Linked DNA regions of Sus scrofa: region 1 is linked to region 2. A link is a contact called in public Hi-C data. All regions are on one chromosome and are shown on one strand. The core of a region is the stretch at or near the end of the contact, and the rest is flanking DNA. Distances in the headings are between cores, read along the strand shown.

Region 1 (6,726 bases), core at 323-2,822, 1.1 Mb before region 2:
CAAAGAAACAGCCCTGCCAATGCCTTGATCTTGGACTTCTAGCCTCCAGAACTGTGGGAAAATCAATTTCTGTTGGTTAAGCCACCCTATTTGTGGCATTTTGTTATGGCAGCCATAGCAAACTGATGCCACCCTCTTGAGGAGACGATCTGAGCTCACACATATTTTCTGGATCATCCTTCCTACTGACTTTCTGCCTGTCTGCCTAGATGGATCCCATAGGCTCCCTATATCCATGCTTTCACTGTGCCTCTTTCCCCATTGACCTTATTCTGATTTACCTCCCTGATGTGAAAAACCTGCCTGTCACCTCTGGCAGCAGTTGTGGTTTTCACTGTACTGCTGTCTGTAGATGCAACGGTAGGCTTTGCCTGCCCTTTGATAGATGTTAACAGTCCCCACCCTCCTCTAGTCAAAGTGCCAGCTCCTCTGAATTTCTCCTGAATTCCAAATAAGTGCTGCTATTTTTCACCCCTAGCCTGTTCCAGTAAATGATCTCCTTGGACTGAGGTCTGCTCACTCCTACCTTCTCTTTGCCTGACCAATTCCTACCTATCCTTCAATCCTCCATTTAGAAATAACTGCCTTGAGAACTTTTCCCTGACTCTACACAACTGAGCTAGCCCTTTTGCACATGTTCTCCCATATGATCCAACACTTACATCTTATTATATTATAGTTTGGTGATTCTCCAAGGAGTGAGTTTCAGAGTCAAGCATGGACTTGTTAAAGCAAAGACTGCTGGGCTCCAACCGAGAGTTCCTGGCTCAACAGATTTGGAAGGGCCTCAACAATTTGCATTTTTAACAAGTTCCCTGGTGATACAGATGCTGCTGGGACTAAGACCACCCTTTGAGAATGACTGCTACAGATAAATAATCTGTATTTATGGTTCCTTCCATTAACCTCCCCCATTTTACCTACAATAAATTGTACACTCTTTAAGAGTAAGAATTTTTGTCTTTCAAAGAACTGTGAGCCCAGGACTTTGCACATTGCCAAAGGCATGATAGATACTTAACAAATAACTGTATAATATATAAATAAATAGAAATGGGAATTCCTTACTTGAGAGAATACTTTTTACAGTAACAGGATGCTAAAAAATGTTGTACCAAGGCTAATTTAAAATACACAAACAAGAGAATCAGTGCTCATTTAGAAATGGCTAAGGGTCTAAGCAGAATGTTATTTATACTGGTCTGGTATGCACACAAAACTCTTTTATAAGAACTTTGAGTAGGGTTATTTTGCCTCAGGGAAATGTAAAATGTATAGCTCCAAAAAAAAAAAAAAAAGTAAAATACGATGTGAAAATGAGTCATTAGGAAAGCTAGTCATTATCTAAGGAACACAGAAGGGAGCCCAAAAGCAAATACAAAACAGAGGAGCTTCCAAGACCCAGGATTCCTCCACTAGTAGAACTTCAAATTGCAAAGGCGGAAGAAACAAAGCCAAAAGTTCGACTCTGAAAACACTACGCAGAGGCAGAAACAGCTGCATTCCCTCCAGGCTCAGTCACTTTTACAAGAGTGATTTTCTTGAAGTTTTAATGTGCCCTGCAGCCCCCTAGCTTCCCTCCCAGCCTCCTTTCCTGGTCCCATCAATTCATTAAGGCATCACGCAGGGACCCAGCAGGCTGCACCTCACTGACTCAGCTGAGCTACGTAAATATTAGTGCTCTGGGACCACCGAGAAAGAGTAGCAGCGATTTGCCAGCCCCTCAGTCCTTTTTCCAATATTTTTCTTTGAGTAAAATGTCAAAACAAGCAGTTAGAAAGCTCTGTTATGCTGACTAGCTGGCTTCCCACCAATTTATGTTTCTATGGGCTCAAAAGATCAAAGCAACATCACTTCTTGAACACCTGAGAAGGGTGAAAAGGGTCACCCCAAGGGTTCGCTGACCCAGTTGAGTTTATCTTTAGCCATCCAGGAAAAGGTGGGTCCTCAGGTGGACCTCAATAACAAAAAGTCCATTCTAAAGCTGGGTGTCAATGTCTGGATATTTAATCCAGCCTTCATGCTGTTCTAAGACAGGTATCAGTTTAACCGTAACATCTTCTATCACCATTTTCCTCTTCAAAATCCTTACGCGGTACCCTCTGCCTAGAACTAGGGTAAACCATAGGTCTCAGTTCAACAAAGATATTCCTGGTTCACATTCTCATGAGGGGTATTATTAATATCACCTCTCTATGTCTCTCAAAAGTGTCTCAGTTTAGACAAAAAATGGTCACTCTAACTACAATCTTGCACAAGACTTTTTAGGATGTGGATCTACCTTTTAAGTCTAGCTTCATTTAATGCCTGTCATCAGCTATTCCTAATTAATTAGTTTCTCACTATATTCCTGTTTAATGACCATACTGCATAGCAAACACATGTTTGTTAAAGCACTGGATATCTTACTTTGTAAATGTCTCCATAATAATTTATATCCCAGTCATGGGTAATTCTCAAATATAGCAGTTATGTCTTTTTATCTTTACATTATACCTCAATGTTGAATGAGTGAATGAGTATAAAGAGTAACATAGAGGAAGTCAGAAATAGTTGGGGAGGAATGTTTACTTCTGAGTGTTCTCCAAGTCACACCTTTTAGTCCAAGTGCCCAAACCAACATGGAGCAACACATGCACCAAAGAGCTCTGTTTAGAAGAATCTTCATATGTACACCCCATTCCTACTCAGGGAAAACTCTGTGATCACCTCCTTGCATGGTCTTTGTACTTCATGATCTTACTGCCCAAGTTAGCTAACTTAACCTGATCAGGAGTTATACTAGTAGTCTGGTGGACCTGGCCTTTTCTTCCTCCTGGGCAAAAAAAAAAGAAAAGAAAAATTCCTTCTTAGTGTTAGAAAAGACTCTCTGAGCGGCCTTCCTCTCTTGCTTTCCAAGTTGGAAGGACTGCATTAGCCTTGGGCTATGAATAAACTGTTTCTTGACAGCATAATTCATGAAATCCAATTTGTGAACATACTATATGACTCTGATAGCCCCAAGACATGATATTAAATGGAGAAAAATAAAACGTCAAGAGGGAAGCTCTAAAATAGACTGGGTTAGAGGTTTTTGATTTCTCTTACAGCTTCCTTAGTTCTAAGTGTGTTCAGCAAATTCAAGCATAGAGTGAAAGCTTGGAGATGAACATGAGTATCTTGCATTTCTCAGCCTGTAGCACGTAGAGTGCCCACACCTTGTATATTTTCTGCTAGGACATGCCTCAGTGTCCAGCATCCCATTGGTCTCATTGCCTTTTGATACCAATATTTAAAACAAAGTCTGCACAAAGTCTAGAATGATTTTAATGAAGGAGACTTAGTCCCAAAGGTTAATGGGGGTCCGTTGTGTAAAGAGTAATGCCTTTCAATGGTGACAAAGTATTACTCAACAGTGTTCAAGCCACCTCATCCATCATCACTTTGAATTGTGTTTTGTTACTGATGTGAAGTTTAATACAGAGTCCACCGCAAAGCATAAGACACTTTTCCCCATGCTGACCCCAGGGGCACATGTCAGCCAACATCTGGGCGCCACAGCTATAAGGTTTTGGAGAAGCCTGAGCATATATGCCTCTTTTCAAACAGCACATGTGCTCATTTGAAGCATGCACTCTGGCACCACAGGCACCAGTCGTAGTGTGATGGGTCCTATAAAATAGTCGATCATGCATTTTACTATTTTAATCAAAGGAAGCATAGCATTGACATTTCAGTAAGTACACAAAGGAACAAAGCAGAACCTTGACGTGGAGGGAGTACTCGCACCCAAATGGAAAACTGATTAACAAAGGGCCTTTGCAAGACAAACCCAAGGCACTGTGTGTCAAGAGGAACTACAGTTGGCCAGTTGTCTTTCTAGTTTTTAGCAACTCCCCAAAAGGACAAAGATGTTCCAGCCAAAAAAGAGAGAGAGAGAGAAAAGAGAAAAACGTTAAGTGATTTTTCATAGTATTTCCCCAATAGTCTGTGTTTGACATGGACTTTTAAAAGCATTCCTTTGTTGGTTCTTTCAGTAGTAACAAACAAATGTCCTCACTTAGAAATACAAAGGCTTTCAAAATGCAAGAAAGAGGAAAGAACTACCACTGGAGGGTCGGCTGTAAGACAGCCCCTCAGGCAGACAGCTGTGAGGAGGACTGCGAAGGGTGCCACGTCATGCTGCTGCTTTCTGCTCACTAGTTCTGGACAAATTCTAAAAGGGCAGGGGGACCGCAGTGACCAGCTCTGTAATCTCTGAGGCTTGTCAGATTCATAGCTATGGGTGACTGACACCCAGCCACAACCCTTCTGAATCAATCACAGCTAACTATATGATGAATCTATCCATGATTAATGATTTTAGATGCCAGAGAAAAAGAATGTTGACCTTCTCTTTACAGATTCCTTCAAACTGCTAAAGTAATTTGCTTTCTTTATACTGGGTTTCAAAATTGTTTACATGTTTTTGCCCCACCTAAGTTGTTCCTCACCTTCTTTACAAATGTTCTTCCAGTATTTTTCCTTAGTGTAAAAGCCATAAAGATAAGTTCTGTTTTATTAAAAACACAAGGAATATCGGGATTTTTGTCCTGTTACTCTGAGGCCTATTTTTATACTCTCTAATCTCTACTTTCAAAAACATAATATATAGTATAATGTAAATACAATTATTTTCTCATTTGGGAAATATATTTTAGAGTAAATACTGGTGATATAAAATATATCTTTTGATAAAATCCCAAAGATTAAGGCAGGACAAATTCCAGTTACATGTCCTATTTTGATTTTAAACTTTGTATTTCATTCGTTTCTATGATTAGTGATTTTTTTCCTTTTCTTAACCTCACAGTTGTAAAAATTTTAATGACATCTACTTGCTACTAAATCACTTGTCACAAGAAAATCTTCATTTTCCCCACAGCATTTACCTCATTCTAGTTAAAAGGTTGATTTAGACAGTTTGTTTTCAAATTGCTTTAAATTTATTGCTGTTGTTTCAATGAGGAGGCTTCATTGCATTGTGAATTTCTAATATTTACACGTTAGTCATCCTTGCGCAAAGTTACACCTCAACTTAATCTTTTCCCCTACACTTCTCTCATCGATCCCAGCTTGGGATACACTCATGTCATTAAAGATCCTGATTTCCTCCAACATCCTCAAAATTTTGTAGAAAGTTACCTTACTCACAACTAATCCACTGAATTACACATGTTTCTAATCTTCCTCTCGTGTTTTATGGTTTTCATATCAATACTGCACAAATTATCTGTCCAACAGTGAGCCACGCACGAGATTTTTTTTAAAAGGCTGAGAGACAAGTGCCAGGCAACTACTAAGCCTATAAAGGTGAAACTGTTAAGTCTAGAAGAATATTTATACAGACTGACTTCCTGCACAATGTGTTCAACAAAGCTAACAGAATTCACACAGATTTGCTACGAAACCACAGATTAATCGTATTGAAAGGATGATGCCCCACACGCACTTGTGTTTCACACACTTGTGTTCAATGGCACAGTAACACACATACACACACACACACACACCAAATAATGAATAACTTGAGAAACACCTACCAAAGTTTCAGTTTAATCTAAGCAGAGAGAGAGAGAGACAGAAAGGCTTTTCTCTTCACTCCTACCTGCAAATTTAGAAGATGGGGAGGAATATTTGGGGTCATTGGGTAGTCTCCGCCTGAGGTGAGGCCACACAGCTACACAGAAGACAGAATCAGAACAAAACTCAAAAGCTCTGCCTTTATGAGGTGAGAAAAAGGAGATGCCAGAAGTACCTGTGAGGAGCTGGGCTTACTTAACAGTTTTGCAAACAACACAAGAAACTTCTACTCTAAGAAACCTCCTTCCTTGTAGGAAAACTTGAATTTGACCTGTTATAGTTGTGTCTGGTGTACTGGCTCTATATATTTGTCGGTCTGAGTGGTAAAATCCAGTTACACAACAGTTCACAATTAATGTTAGAACAATTATCAGTTAGTAATCACGCACTTTTTACAACTACGATTACAGGTAACAGGATCACGTGTAGGAAGAGAAAAATGCAATAAGCCATGTTAAATTTTAGTGTCTCCAGCCAGTCAGTGTCCCCTCTACCCTTTAGGGATCTAGCAAGATGCCTTTTCTGGTCACCACTCCTGTGGAGATACAGTAAAGTGCATGTTTCTCCTCCCATAAGTGCCTCATATCCCACAGAAAACAAAATGCATACCATCCAGGCTTAAGACTAACCAGTGCTAGGGAGAGAGGCTAAGATACAAAAAGAGTAGCAGAGTTTTTAAATTTTATTTATTATGTCTTCAAGGAGTTTAAGTACACATCCAAAGAGACACTAGAAATAAACATGATTCTAAAATTATTATTATATTTTTTAAGCGGACAAGTATAAAACTAAGGAATTACTCAGATGTCTGGAACCAAAACACCTGACACAAGAAAGTGAGCAATAAAATGTAGATCTTGAATAGAAACATGGCAATGGGTTAATATCTACTAGGGTTCAAAATGTTATGCCGGGGCAAATAAATATGAATCATTCTGGGTCTCAATCTATAGATTCTTTTAATTTACTAAGACTGCATATTAAACTAAATTGTTAGCAGCTGGTTGTCTACAAAAACCTAACTAAACTCCTGGGAGCTACTGTATAGCTGCCTCTTAAAACCTGTCCCAGTGTGCACCACCAAATGGATGTTGGAGAAAAAAAGATAATTCTTCCCAAAGCACC
Region 2 (6,052 bases), core at 3,200-5,699:
AGATCTTTCATCTCCTTGGTTATCTGCATCCCTAAGTATTTTGTTTAACTGCTTTTTCAATATCTCTTTCAGATACTTTTTGAGTACACAGAAACACAACTGATTAATGTATGCTGATTTTGTATCCTGCAACTTTACTGAATTCATTTATTAGTTCTAACATTTTTAGTGGAACCTAGGATTTCCTATATGTAAGATCATGTCATCTGCAAACAGAGATATTTTTACTTCTTTCTACTACTTTGGGTGCCTTTTGGTTCTTTTTCTCACTTAACTACTATGGCTAGGACTTCAAGAACTATGCTGAGTAGAAATGGTGAGAGTGAGCATCCTTGTCCTATTCCCGACCTTGGAGGGGAAGGTTTTAACTTTCACCATTGACTATGATGTTAGCTGTGGGCTTATCATAGATGACCTTCGCTATGTTGAGAAACATTTCTTCTAAACCTCATCTGCTGAGAGCTGTTAATCACTAAAGAATGTTAAATTCTGTCAAATGATTTTTCGGCGTCCATTGAAATGATCATACAATTTTCACCCTTTGTTCTGTTAATGCGATGTGTCAGATTTATTGATTTGTGTATCTTGAACCATCCCTGCATCCCAGGGGGAACTCTACTTGATCATGGTGAATGATCCTTTTAACAAGCCCTTGAATCTAATTTGCTGGTACTTTGTTGAGTATTTTTTCATCTATGTTATTCAGGGATATTGGCCTGTAATTTTCCTTTCTTATAGTGTCTTCAGCCTTAGTACCTGGGTGATGCTGGCCTCGTAAAATGAACTTAGAAGTGTTCCTTCTTCAGTTTTTTTGGAAGAGTCTGTTAAAGACTGGAATTAATTCTTTAAATATTTGAGAGAATTCACCTGTGAAGCCATATGGTCCTATGCTTTTATTTGACAAAAGATTTCTGATTACTAAACAAAACTGAGTTTGATTGCAAATGGAAGCTTCTCGGGAAAAGGTGAGGAACAGGAAGTAAGGGGATTGAAATTATGGTCAATTAGTGCTGTTCTCTGTAGTGAAATCTATTCTGTGAATCACTGCAGAGATTCTGGCTTGCTGGAGTCTCCAGTTCAAAGTCCTGGTGGGCTCTCAACTGTTCCCTACAAACGCAATTTAAGTGCAAAGGGAAGTCAATTTGGCCTGAGAAGACACCACAATATTTGCACTGCTGAAAGTACCCTGAAAGGAGATGAGGAAGTCTTTCAGCAGAGATCTGCAAGAAGGAACTTAGGTTTTTGGTGTCTCTTTATTGTTTGTTGAGCAATTTAAGATATTACCAGATTCCCAGCTGTGACTGAATTCCCAGCCCATGAAAAGTGCTATTATTATTGTAATTGAGCAAAGTTATCAATAATAATAATCAGTGCTTATCTAGGGTATACTATGTACTTTACATGCATTATCCTACATAATCCTTATGTCAGCCTATAAAGAAGTAGCTACTACAATTTTGAGGTTAGCAACTTGCCCCAAATCAGAAAGACAGTAAAAACAGAGCTGGTCCTCTGACATCAACCTTTCAAATGTTTTCTTAGGTCAGTCTCCCAAGGCAAGAGAAATAAAAGCAAAAATAAACCAATGGCCCCTAAACAAAGTGACAAGCTTTTGCACAGCAAAGGAAACCATAAAAAACAAACAAACAAAAAAACCAAAAAGACAATTTACAGAATGGGAGAAAATAGTTTCAAACAATGCAGCTGACAAGAGCTTAATCTCCAAAATAAACAAACAACAAAAAATGCTCAACATCACTGATTATTAGAGAAACACAAATCAAAACTACTATGAGGTACCACCTCACACCAGTCAGAATGGCCATCATTCATAAGACCACAAATGGGAGTTCCCATTGTGGCAGAGTGGAAACAAATCCAACTAGGAACCATGAGATTGCGGGTTCCGTCTCTGGCCTTGCTCAATGGGTTAAGGATCCTGTGTTGCCATGACCTGTGGTGCAGGTCGGAGATGCGGCTCGGATCTGGTGTTGCTGTGGCTGTGGTGTAGGCCAGCGGCTACAGCTCCAATTAGACCCCTAGTCTGGGAACCTCCACATGCCAGTAGTGCGGCCCTAAAAAGACAAACGACAAAAAAAAAAAAAAAAAAATGAGTCCACAAATAACAAATACTTGAGGGGGTGTGGAGAAAAGGGAACCCTCCCACACTGTTGGTGGGAATGTAAATTGGTAAAACCACTTGGCAAACAGTATGGAGGTACCTCAGAAAACTATATATAGAACTATCATATGACCCAGCAATCCCACTCTTGGGCATATATCCAGACAAAACTTTCCTTGAAAAAGACATATGTACCTGTATGTTCACTGCAGCACTACTCACAACAGCCAAGACACGGAAACAACCTAAATGTCCATCGACATATGAATGGACTGAGAAGATGTGGTGTGTGTGTGTGTGTGTGTGTGTGTGTGTGTGTGTGTGTGTAGGAACACTACTCAGCCATGAAAAGGAACAAAATAATGCCATTTTTAGCAACATGGATAGAACTAGACTCTCATATTGAATGAAATAGGTCAGAAAGAGAAAGACAAATACCATATGATATCACTTACATCTGGAATCTAATACATGGCACAAATGAACCTTTCCACCAAAATGAAAATCATGGCCATGTAGAAGAGACTTGTGGCTGCCAAGGGGGAAGGGGAGGGAGTGGGATGGACTGGGAATTTGGGGTTAATAGATGCAAACTATTGCCTTTGGAATGGATTAGCAATGAGATCCTGCTGTGTAGCACTGGGAACTGTGTCTGGTCATTTGTGATGGAGCATGATAATGTGAGAAGAAAGAATGTATATATGTATGTGTGACTAGGTCACCTTGCTGTACAGTAGAAAACTGACAGAACACTCTAAACCAGCTATAATGGGAAAAAAATAAAAATCATTAACACCCCCCCCAAAAAAACAGCTGCATTTGAAACAGGGCTCAATGCTTCTGATCCTGATCTATATTCAGATAACACTGGTAAGTGTGAAGAATGACACAAGATACACAGCCATAACAACCTTTTGAAATCAAACACCTTTTATATGTGTATCTTCCCACTCCTCCTCAAAAAACAGGACTGTTTCTTGTTGACACTATTCTACAATAAACTACAAAATGGTACAGAGAGAAGCAAACAGAATTTCTTTTGTTCTGTCAGCCTTGCAAATATTTTTTCTGTTATTAGATCAACAGGAATTCTCTTTGTCCACAGACTGTGTATTGATTTCTACCCTAACTACACCATCCTCTTCTCTCCTTTCATATAAATCTTGGTCTTTCTCTTGGTTGCCTTAAGTCTCTAGGCTAAGGAAACAAACATTTGAAGAAAGCGCTTACTTTCCATGATAAAGCACTTAAAGATATTTCATGACATAGCCTTATTTGATATTCCCAACAATCTGCAAGGCAGACACTGTTCTCCACTTCGTGCATGAGGAAATGAGTCCAGGGTATAGGATGTTGAGGTTAAAATCACCTAGAAAGGAGCCTAAGAGCTCTCTGAACCTTGCCCTATGATAACAAAGCCTGACTCTCTGCCTTTCTCTTCATTCTCCTGGCTCTTTCCATAACATCCATACTTTTCAGACACCAATTCCATAAAGCTAAATAGGAAGGAGGAGTGGAGGGTCAGGATACAAAAATTTTTTGTTTTGTTTTGTTTTTTAGGGCCGTACCCATGGCATATGGAGGTTCCCAGGCTAGGGGTTGAATCGAGCTCCAGCTGCCGGCCTACACCACAGCCACAGCAACGCTAGATCCGAGCCACATCTGCGACCTACACCACACGCTGGACCCTTACACCCACTGAGCGAGGCCAGGGATCGAACTCGAAACCTCATGGTTCCTAGTAGGATTCATTACCTCTGTGCCCAACAGGAACTCTTTTTATTTATTTATTTTTTTCTTTTATGGTCACACCTGTGGCATATGGAAGTTCCTAGGTCAGGTTCAATTGGAGCTGCAGCTGCAGGCCTACGTCACAGTCACAGGCAACACCAAATCCAATCTGCATCTGCAACCTACACTGGAGCTTCTGGCAACAGATCCTTAACCCACTGAGTGAGACCAGGGATTGAACCCACAACTTCATGGATTCTATGTTGGCTTCTCGACCTGCTGAGCCACAATGAGAACTCTCATAAATATTTTTTACATAAAAAGTTTAAAATGGGCCTTTCCTGTTTTTTTTTGAGGTCTTGGTGGAGCATTTATTGCTGCCACCCCATAGTGTTGGGGTCACCACTGCCATTCGGCTGAGGTCTCTGGGATCCCCGCCGGTAGGATTAGCTGCTGGGGAATGAATTCCATGTGTCTGCATGTAAAAGAGGATGAGCGACTAAGGCCAGTCTTGGTGACAATGAGGTGTCTGTCTGGGATTTGAGTTGTGAACTGGTTAATGCAGTTGGGAAGATGCGAGCCCTCTCCCCGGTGCTGGAACTGTGTAATGTCACACCGCCACCTTGTGGTTATTTCGCGTGAGCTTGGAAACAAAGAGGGGCTTGACAAAACCAGTCATGTAAACCACTGGGGGCTTGGAGCTGGGACTGAGGGTGAAATGGAAGTTTGGGAGAGAATATAGAAGAGACATCCTAATTTATGGGGAAAAAAATAATTCAGTTGGTCATGAAATAATTTACTGGTCATGAGCGTAGGACTTGAAGTCAGACCACAGTTTAAAGTTACCAACTAAATGACCACTTTGGGCCTCAGTTTCCTTGTCTACATAATGGGAGTCATAGTAATTTCTCAGGACTGCTGTAAGAACTAAACAGACAATGCACGAAAAGCACGTGGCCCTGAATCCACGAAATAATAAGCCCTGCTGTTATCATGGAGCTGAGAAAAGAACCACGCTCTCCTCTCCAAAGCCCCAAAGAGACTCTCCTTTCCCTGCCTTCTCCCAGGACCCTCCCTTTGCACTTTGCTGCTCTTTTAGAGGCTTAAACATTTCATGTTTTTCTATCAAGGAAGTGTGGCTTTGGAAGCATTAAACAAAGCACATTACGAATAACATCTTGACCCTCTAGTAGTTTTGGGACCTTGTGCCGAGTCACATAAACGTCCGGAGCCTTAGTTTCCTCATTTGCAAAAGAGGGTGAGGCATCCCCATGTTTCCAGATTACAGAAAGAGTCTGACATAACACAGACAGAGCATCTGTCCTGCACATGGTCATCATTCAGCGTGGTAATTACCATTACGGTGACTACACCTATTCATTCCAATTTCCCAATCCTTCAAAAACTGGCAAAACCTTTAAACTTACCTTACCCATCAGAGATTCACTGGGTACTTGGAAGAGAAAGAACCACTACTGGTGTCTAATTATTCAGTTCCCATAAAATATTAATTTCCCATCATTTCATAATATACTTATTTTCTCAAGGCTAAATTTTCACACTTTGATATTTCTGACATCGAAGTATATATATATATATATATATATATTTTTTTTTTTTTTTGTCTTTTTGCTATTTCTTGGGCCGCTCCCGCGGCATATGGAGGTTCTCAGGCTAGGGGTCCAATCGGAGCTGTAGCCACAGGCCTACGCCAGAGCCACAGCAATGCTGGATCCGAGCCGCGTCTGCAACCTACACCACAGCTCACGGCAACGCCGGATCGTTAACCCACTGAGCAAGGGCAGGGACCGAACCCGCAACCTCATGGTTCCTAGTCGGATTCGTTAACCACTGCGCCACGACGGAAACTCCCGAAGTATATTTTTTAATCAACATGTATGTTTCTGTTTCTTCTCTGCAGTCCCCAATTCCCTCCAAAAAAGATGTTATTAAATCAGGGTCTATCTTACACTTGCCCACAGTTTAGGGCAAAGGAATGTAAGTGGATTCTACTTTTATCCTCCTCAGCATCCAAAACTCTAGATTTATGGTGACACCCCAAATGTTGAGCCATCAGAACATGAATTCCCAGAACCACAATCTTAGTATAGGGAGCATCACTGTGTGGTCCCATGCAAGGGTCTGACCCTCCTGGCTACATGACAATTCTCTTCCCTTGCACACAGAATGAGATTAGAA

The links. Hi-C and Micro-C count contacts between places; a contact is called where the count stands out from the background.
Region 1: a contact with region 2 is called in a Hi-C map of omental adipose tissue, with 1.9 times the contacts expected there. The contact joins two enhancer-like sites. A contact is called at or near these places in 13 of 47 Hi-C or Micro-C datasets (adipocytes, adipose tissue, alveolar macrophages and 9 more) and 2 of 2 datasets of contacts at active chromatin or transcription factors (alveolar macrophages and skeletal muscle).

What each region holds. Positions count from the first base shown.
Region 1 is chr5:91,513,062-91,519,787 of Sscrofa11.1, reverse strand. All of the region lies in intron 4 of LOC102159901 (a long non-coding RNA gene), which reads right to left. Among named protein-coding and RNA genes, the nearest start is that of DCN, 160 kb to the left of the region's middle. Within about 2 kb of position 1,572, at least 10 of the 83 cell types and tissues checked have an H3K27ac peak or open chromatin away from gene starts, as enhancers often do. A contact at or near this core is called in omental adipose tissue, where this site is marked.
Region 2 is chr5:90,391,383-90,397,434 of Sscrofa11.1, reverse strand. No RefSeq gene overlaps it. Among named protein-coding and RNA genes, the nearest start is that of PLEKHG7, 81 kb to the right of the region's middle. Within about 2 kb of position 4,449, at least 3 of the 83 cell types and tissues checked have an H3K27ac peak or open chromatin away from gene starts, as enhancers often do. A contact at or near this core is called in omental adipose tissue, where this site is marked.